Regions from separate parts of the Mus musculus genome. Here regions 1 and 3 are each linked to region 2. A link is a contact called in public HiChIP or PLAC-seq and promoter capture Hi-C data. All regions are on one chromosome and are shown on one strand. The core of a region is the stretch at or near the end of the contact, and the rest is flanking DNA. Distances in the headings are between cores, read along the strand shown. Region 1 has its middle 47 kb from the start of Gm13491. Region 2 holds the start of Rbm43 (RNA binding motif protein 43). Region 3 has its middle 22 kb from the start of Gm13491.

The links. Promoter capture Hi-C pulls out the DNA fragments that hold promoters and counts their contacts. HiChIP or PLAC-seq counts read pairs in DNA pulled down with a chosen protein or histone mark.
Region 1: an H3K27ac HiChIP or PLAC-seq map of embryonic stem cells shows a contact between it and region 2, with 2.4 times the contacts expected there. The contact joins the enhancer-like site here to the promoter of Rbm43 in region 2. A contact is called at or near these places in 5 of 39 promoter capture datasets (cranial neural crest, embryonic stem cells, hippocampal neurons and 1 more), 1 of 115 datasets of contacts at active chromatin or transcription factors (embryonic stem cells) and 1 of 9 other capture datasets (embryonic stem cells).
Region 3: a promoter capture Hi-C map of hematopoietic stem and progenitor cells shows a contact between it and region 2, with 2.1 times the contacts expected there. The contact joins the enhancer-like site here to the promoter of Rbm43 in region 2. A contact is called at or near these places in 7 of 39 promoter capture datasets (embryonic stem cells, hematopoietic stem and progenitor cells, hippocampal neurons and 3 more), 1 of 484 Hi-C or Micro-C datasets (uterus) and 1 of 115 datasets of contacts at active chromatin or transcription factors (large pre-B cells).

The regions. Positions count from the first base shown.
Region 1 is chr2:51,562,036-51,564,735 of GRCm38.p6, reverse strand. No RefSeq gene overlaps it. Among named protein-coding and RNA genes, the nearest start is that of Gm13491, 47 kb to the left of the region's middle. Within about 2 kb of position 1,340, at least 11 of the 459 cell types and tissues checked have an H3K27ac peak or open chromatin away from gene starts, as enhancers often do.
Region 2 is chr2:51,933,907-51,936,606 of GRCm38.p6, reverse strand. Rbm43 (RNA binding motif protein 43) reads left to right here and starts at 1,444. Exons shown (of 5, transcript NM_001141981.2): 1 at 1,444-1,775.
Region 3 is chr2:51,587,155-51,589,854 of GRCm38.p6, reverse strand. No RefSeq gene overlaps it. Among named protein-coding and RNA genes, the nearest start is that of Gm13491, 22 kb to the left of the region's middle. Within about 2 kb of position 1,319, at least 19 of the 459 cell types and tissues checked have an H3K27ac peak or open chromatin away from gene starts, as enhancers often do. A contact at or near this core is called in hematopoietic stem and progenitor cells, where this site is marked.

The DNA.
Region 1 (2,700 bases), core at 91-2,590, 370 kb after region 2:
CAGGTAGAGGGAAACAATGTTTCTTTTTCTGTGAGTAGCTTAAGTCACTTATATGGTTGTCTCCCGTAGCATTGATTTCCTACAAATGACATAACTTTATTCTTGTTTTTTCCCCTAACATTCCTGTTTCACCACTGTTGAAAATCAAGTGGAGAACTAGGAGAAGGTGAGATATCTCTGAACTCCCAAGTCCTGCCTCGCCATTGAGCCTTGTTCTCTGCCTTCCTTCTAGAGATGTAGGACTGTGACATCATTGTTTGGTGCCTCCCTTTGAGCTCTGAAGGCCATGAATGGGAGCATGCATAGTTTTGTTAACACACCATCCTGATACCTGGTACATTCATGGAACAATTTATTTTCAACAGAGTATTTTCCTTACACTCTAGTTTACAGTACTTCTTATCATTCCTTTTGGTCAACCATGCCTAACTTATCTGTTTATCTGGCAAATATCTAATAATAGGTATTAGTAAGATCGATTCAGGCTGGTATGATTTTTATCAGACAATAAACACACATATTTCTTTTAGAAACAGATGTGTTAGAAGGATGTAAGCCCATGCCTCCCCTTTCTGTCTATGTCCCCTTTCTGTCTCTGTCACCGCCGTAACATTACTTGGCTCAGCTGTTTCAGATGAAGTCAGGGTTCAGTGGCCGCTTCCTTGGCATGTGATACAGCATTCCTGCCAGCTGCCACACTTAAGAAGACTGTACACTTAAAGCTGCAATTGCTCTCTCAGAACTTTAACTCAGCTGTCAATAAGGAGCCCTGTGATTTTATTTTGCTCTACACCTTGCAAATTATGGAGCTGGTCTTGCTTGGATTATCCACTTTCAAACGAGCAAAAGAAAATACTTGCAGAAACAAGACTGGAAGACAGCAGTTTCCTTAAGCAAAGCCTTGGATGCCTTGCTCAGCTGCACACACAAGATGAACAATTAGTGATCACTGTGCAGGCAATCAAGTGGCAAAACAGGGTCCCAACTTCTAGGTCATGTCTTTGATTTGGGTTTAATCATAAGGTTTTAAAATGAATTCCCTGAATAAGGTGTAGACTTGTAATATCATTGGAGAAATGCTTTTCAAAATCAAATTCATTCCTTCAGTCATGGCTCATTGTTTTTGTCTCCCTCCCCCAAGTTCAGATAGTTTCTGGTTAGTGGAAAATGATTGTGCAGAAGCTGATGGCTGGAGATACAGCTCTCTGCAACTCCAGTGTAATGCTGTCTCTTTTCCTCCCAAATATCATTTCCAGCTGTTTCCTGTGTAGTTGCTGTAGCAACATAATGGCTGCCAATTGTTTTTAAATGTTCTTCAAAATGTAAATAGCAGTCTTCTTTGTTACCAGTGTAGTTCAAGAAACATGCCCTACATCATGTGCAATGCCCTGGACTTTTGCCTGCAGATGTCTCTTCTTCTTGCAAGCGGCTGATTTCCATAATTGTGAGATGCACCTCCTCCAACCACATTTCAGGGATCTCTGCCCCTGGTCAATTGCTCTTCCTTCATCCCTCAACACTGAATAATCACTGCAGCGTGTCCTAGCTGGTGTCGGGCTAGTCGTCGTCGGGTAAATAGTCACCACTGAATTTGGACTAATCTCTGTAGAAGGCAAAGTAGAGAGGTGGGAGAAATCTGAACAAATAAACTGATTTATTCATCTTCTTATTTTATTCCATTCAGTGTGTTCTTTCCCCCCTCAGATTAAGGCCCGTACTCTCATGGCTCCAAAGTTTTTTATCTGCATTTCATATGGCTTGGCCCTCTTGACCAATCTTATGTCTCCTGATGTCTACTTATGCATATCCTCAGTCTTGGCATTCCCAAAGATATTCTGCGATCTTTCTGGCCTAGAGAGTATGTCTACTAATTCCTTGAGTTAAAATTTTTATGGGGCTTGATGGTTGCCTTAGTTGAGAAAGTGCTTGTCTCACAAGCATGAGGACCTGAGTTCGGATCCTTCACATGACAAGCTGGGCGAGGTGGAATACCGTGATTCCATTCCAGGGAGTGGGAGGAGCACGCTCGGGAGGATCCTGTTTAGTTAGATCAATGAGTTCCGGCTTCTCTGAGATACTCTGTCTCGAAGAAGATGGAGAGCAACCAAGGCAGACAAGTGTCATTAATCCCAAGCGTTATACACCATTTCCTTCAAGCTGGTGACTGCTGTGTGTTCTATAAGATGCAGGTGAAATGCTGTCATTTCAAGGAGGGCTGCTCTAGCACTTGTCCTGTGTAATCACACTTCTCTATGGTTCCAGAAGAGTAAAACTATATGTAACTCTGTTGTGGCACTCATTATTTATGTGATTCTGTCATTAGGTTTGGTCAGTTTGAGGAAAGTCTTCTATGTTTTTGATACTTGCAACTCAAAGTCTGATAGCCAGAAGAGTGATTGATTAAATAAACACATCAACAGAATGAGCACAAGAGATATTTTATTATTGACAACAATCTACAAGGTGTTGTAAGAACCTTCATACTGCCTTGACAGACCATCTTAGTTTTGCAGTTAACCATGTTTAAGGCTTCTAAGGGGGACTCAAAGTCTATCTGAATAAACTAAGTTTATACACACACACACACACACACAAGTGCGTGCTCACATCGCACGCACATGCAGTCAGAGTGTTTTCCAAAGCACAGAGAGTAGTCAGAGAGTCAGTTAGTTACTCAAATGAACCTTTAGCTAGAGGGAT
Region 2 (2,700 bases), core at 195-2,694:
ATTCATTTCTGTCCGGCCTCTTGGGGTCACTCATGCACTAGTGTTGGAAGGGAACTTCCAAGAGTAGAGCTGCTAAGTTTGAGGATAATTGCACATTTACACGCTTGCATGTCTTTGTATTTTGATAATGCTAGAACAGGAAGACCTTTACCTTAGTCACGGTAAAGGTCACGGCTACCAATCCTACTGAAAAGAAGAAGAGCATCAGAACAGCATACTAATTTTATTAATAGCTTATCACCATTGAATGTGACACAGAGGTCATCCGAGAGAAACAGCCAGAGGCCCGAAAAATACAGTTTTTATGCTCAAGGTAGATAAAGATTGGACAGCTTTGGGAACTGTGACTGGACAGAAGTTCGCTTTCTTGTTCTGGTTTGCTCTCTATTGCTGGATAAACTCCATGACCCAAAGCACCCTGGGAAGGTCAAGGTCTATTTTGGTTTATAGGTTACAGCAGCGCAAGCCAGGAACCTGAAGCAGGAGCCTGGCGGAACTGCTGCTGACCACTTCCTGTCTGCTCACTTTCACCTGCCTAAGGATGGTACCGCCCACAGGAGGCTCACCTCTTCTGCATAAATTAGCAATCAAGAAAATGCCACACTCCAATAGCGGCAGTACACCCCTTTAATTCTAGCCAAGGCAGGCAGATATCCCTGTGTTCGAGGCTAACCTGGTATACAGAGCAAGTTCCAGGACAGCCAGAGTTACACAGAGAAATCCTATCTCGAAAAACCAAAAAATGAAAAAAGGACAGAAAATGCCACAGACATGCCTACAGTACAGAGGTAGTTTCTCAGTTGAAGGTCCTCTTCCCAAATTAATCAAGTTGACAGTCAAGATTAGCCATCCCAGCCTGTCTGGATTCATCTTTGCTCTGTGCAGCATTCCTTAATGCGGGAATGGGACTTCCCTCAGAGAGAGGGGAGTATGTTTCATAGCTTGTTTGGGACGAGAGGTGTCTATTTTATATGACCCAACGTTGGGGAAGAAGAATCCTGTTTTCTGTGACTGGCTTAGGGTCAACAAAAATGCAGGAGAGAGTCAGGAAGGGGTCAGAGGGACTTGGCTTCAGGAATAGGGCAAGCTAAAGTGCTTATGTGGGGAGCTGTATTCTGAGTCCCTGAGAGATGTCCAAATCTTTAGAAATGTTTGCATCTAAACTGGTTTGTGGGATCTGCTAATTTGAGCACACCGGTTGAAAATTGGTATCTCCCAATTTCAGTTTCTATTTCTTTACAAGGGAGTTCGTGCTCTGCTTTTGCCTTTATATTTCTTTGATTTTACTGGGCTAGATTTCTTGTGTCCCAGGCTCCAGGGCCATTCGGCCAAGTGATTGAGTTTTGTGGGCAGCAGGGTACCTTCTTCATGTGCTCTGCGTTCCACCGGTGATGAGCCTGGGCGGACCCTGCTGGCGGGAAGGAAGTGTCGGGGATCGGGTTTGAGAATGCGCTGGAGAGACGGGGCAAAGCCTAGGAATGAGTTTGGAGAGAAGCCCAGATGCCCCTGGGGCATCTTGCACAGGTACCTCAAAGGCGCCAAGGGACCGACCCAGCCGGGCTCCGCCCTTCCAAACTGAGTCTCCAAGGAAACGGAACTGGAAAGCGAAAGCGGAACCCGTTCACCTCCAGTTTAGCGCTCCCGCTGCTCGAACATCTCCGAGGCCTGGCAAGTCGCTTTTCCCCGGGTTGCAGTGCAGGAAGGCGCGCCGAGGGTCCCGGAGCACGTGTCCTGCGCGGTCGCGCGCCCCGAAGTGGCCGTCACGGGCGCAGCAGGTCTGGCTCCCACGCGTGGGGATACGGCCTCTTTTCTCACCCGCCCCTGCTCAATAGGCAGGGACTCACGGGTTTTGTCCGGAAGGTGGTTTGGGCGGGACTGCGGTTAGGAGTGGGGGCGAGGACAGTGACCCAGAAATGGAGGCTAACTACTGGAAGGAGCCAGTAAGAAGTGTCTGAGCTGAAGGCACTGGCTTGCTGTCCCTCTCTCCGTCAGAGCTAGGCCTTTGACCAGGGACCCGGGGTTTTGCCTAGATGACTGTGTTTTGGAGCTGTTACAGTGAGTGCGTGAGTTTCTATATATATTTTACCTGATTTTGTGTGTGTGTGTGTGTGTGTGTGTGTGTGTGTGTGTGTGTGTGTGTGTGTGTGTGTGTGTTTTACTTGGTGAGAGTCAAGGTATAGTGCATGAAAATAAACTATTGAGAAAACAAATAGAAAACAAAACAGCAAATGAAATATTTCTTCTTAGTGCCACACTTAAGAAGAAAGTGTTACTTTACACCACTGTCAGTCTGTCTGTCTGTCTCCCTCTCTCTCCCTCTTTTTCTCCTTCCTTCCTTCCTTTCTGACATCAAGGCCAGAGCTTCTTAAAGCAGAGCATGGAAACTGTAAAATGGCACCACACCTCTGCTGAAATTCCCGTATTTCATAGTCTTTGAGTGGATTGTTTTTCTTCTTCACTGTGCACAGAGGAAGACAGGTCATTCTCTGCTTATAACGGGTCTCAGGAGAAGGCATGTAGCCACATGTCCTCAGACTTAAGTGAGTTAGTGAAGAAAGGATGTGCAGGACGTTGACGAGACCACGGAATGAAGTGAGGTCTTGCAGAACAAGGTGATTCTAAAGATAACGTGTGCGTAGACACTTGAATTAAGAAACGCATTAGTGCTGATGAGGTGTGGAGCTCTCCTGAGCTTAAATG
Region 3 (2,700 bases), core at 70-2,569, 350 kb after region 2:
TATGGTGCCTGCCACTGGGGACCAAGAATGCTCCAGGAAAGAAATGAGCGGAGCAGCTTCATGCATGGGCTACTGTGGTTGTGAGATCAAAGGCTGTGGATGGCAGCAGCCCACTGCTGAGTGTCTGCCCACCCTGCCTCATGTCAGTGCCCTGGGGTTCTGCTCTGGCCATTGCTGAGAGTCCTACAAAGGGACACTGAGGAAGAAGCTTGATAATTTCAACAAGACCCAAAGAAGCTACTAGCTTTAAGCAAGAATATCATGCCTTTCTTAGTCTCTTGTGGCAAGTCACCGGGTCTGTGATTCTCTTCAAAATACTGTAAAGAACACCAGGAGAGAACAGCGCAATGCTGTGAGCCTGCACATTAAAAAGTGCTAACATTTGTTTCCATGTTTTCAATTTTCTTATTGATATATAATGGGAGGACAGCTGCATTGATTATGTCATGGTTTATGTGACACTGAATTAGTCTGTTCCTTCTTTATTTTTTTTCAAAATTACACATGCACACACACACATGTGCATGTGAGTGTGTGTATATGTGCATGGATCTTTGTGGCACGTGTGGAATTCAGCATACAGTTTTTTGGGAATCAGTTCTCTCCTTCCACCATGTGGAACTTGCAGACTGATTTCAGGTCATAGGGCGTGGTGGTGGCAAACACCTTTACCTGCTGAGTTTTTCTGCAGTACTTCCTTGATGAGTAGCCAACATATTTGGCCACTCATGTTTGTGTTGTCTGCCGCCTAGTGGAGGGCCACATTTACAGGAGGCCTTCGGAAGCTTGGGACCCATGGATGGTGTGCTGTTAGATAACTGAGGTAGTCTGGAGGTCAGGCCAGTGGTGAGTATTGAGAACGGTATGTTCCTTGTATTGGGCAGCTTATTGGCGGTCTTGCAGGAGAAGTATGTATTCCTCTTTATTTCAGTTATGCTGTGAACACAGCTGCATGTGAATGTGTCTGGGGATCCTGGCTTCACCTCACCTTATAATATTACCTCATGGTGCTACAGTAGAGCCCAGGCAACCATTTTGAAGCCTATACAAACCCATGAACTGTCAGGCACACCCTCTCATTCTTTTAGGTCCTAGTGAGCATTAAGGCTCAGTTGTACTCAGAGAGGATCAGCCATCCTCTTGGTGGTTTTCCTACCTTCCTGTTTCGTTCTTATTTTCTGGGATTATCAAATCCCGGGGTGCTTGTATCTCACTAGGTGTTTGGGAGAAACCTCGGCTTTCAAACTCAGTTCCAACAGTTGGTGGAGGCAGTGCCTAAGAACCTGGCAAGAGTATGAGGAAGTAGGGTGGACCTTCTTCTCAGACCACAAGGAAAGGCTCTGCTTCAGAAGGCAACAAGGCAGCCCCAGTGGTCCTGATGTGAAGTCTCAGGGAACAAAGGGAAGTGGGTTTCTGTAGTTTTCCCTGGGGTCTCATCGTCCTCAGGACAAAAGAACTACAAACCCCATGGTTCTGCAGTTTCTCAGTGTCATTCTTACCTTATTTGTGCCCAAAGCACAGTCCAGGAAATGTTTGTGTAACTTCACCTTGAGTAGCACATAAGCTTGCTTTCAAAGAGGAAACTTCAAACAAGAGAACCCTTTGTTCTCTCCATTTCTTAGTGCACAGGTGTGAATCCTCCCTTCCTAGTGTGTGTTCAGGAGGAGGAAGTTTTAGGATATTAGCAGTTAATATCAGGCCCTCAGAGGTTTTCTGATGCAGTTGTAAAAACTTTTTGCAAGTATGTGACCTGGCTGTGATACATACTTCCTAATGGTTAAGTGGGTTCCAAGTCTCATGTCCTTGTCCCCAGGCTACACTGAGGGTGGTGGCAGGTGATGGGGATCCACAAAGCAGCATCCTGACTGCCTACCTTTGTCCCTTTGGAGGACTCCTAGGATTACAAAGGTCATCAAAGATAATCTGTCTTTTAAATTCTGATTACAAACTCTTAACTTTATCTATGACTTCCTTCTCTTTTGAGCTATAACTTATTCCAGGGTTCTGGGGCTGTGGATTTGAACACTTTGAGGGGTGTTCAACATTTTGCTGTTGCAAGTCTTTTTGAAAACTCTAACTTAAGAATTGAAAATTTCCCCTACCTAGATAGAAATCTTCAGGCTAGAAGGGGTAGATTAATTCTCCCTCTTATTTTGCTCCTATTGCTTTTTGTATATCCTTTTACTGAACAAACACAGGCTCTTGATAAAGATGCCTTTCTTTCCCCCTCTAGATCCACTCACAGGTTAAGAAAAGAGAGTTTCCAGGTTCCTTTCATGTTCCAAGTCCACAGGCAATGATGGTAGTGTTGTTGTCAGTGCCCACAAACACTTCTGCCATCTCCAGAGTCTCATGACCAGCCTAGTGTCAAACCTGTGATTCTCTTGCCTTGGCCTCCCTGGGGCTGGAATCACAGGTGTGTCATCACTTCCAGCCAAGAACTAAATCTTGAGCTGGGTGATAATGGGCATTTGGGGAAAGTTCCCCAGTCCAAGACCTAAAGCTTCTTTGTGTGAAGAACTCTGCTTTTCTAACCTTTCTGCCATTAACCGCAGAGTGTAGTGCCTCCCTAAGTGGATTAGACAGAGGGTTTGACAGTAGCTGATGGGAGAATGACAGAATCCACATTTGATCTTTCAGGCCTCATATTTCTCCCCTGTAAAATGAGAATGCAATTTCTCTACGTGTTCCTGAGGCTTC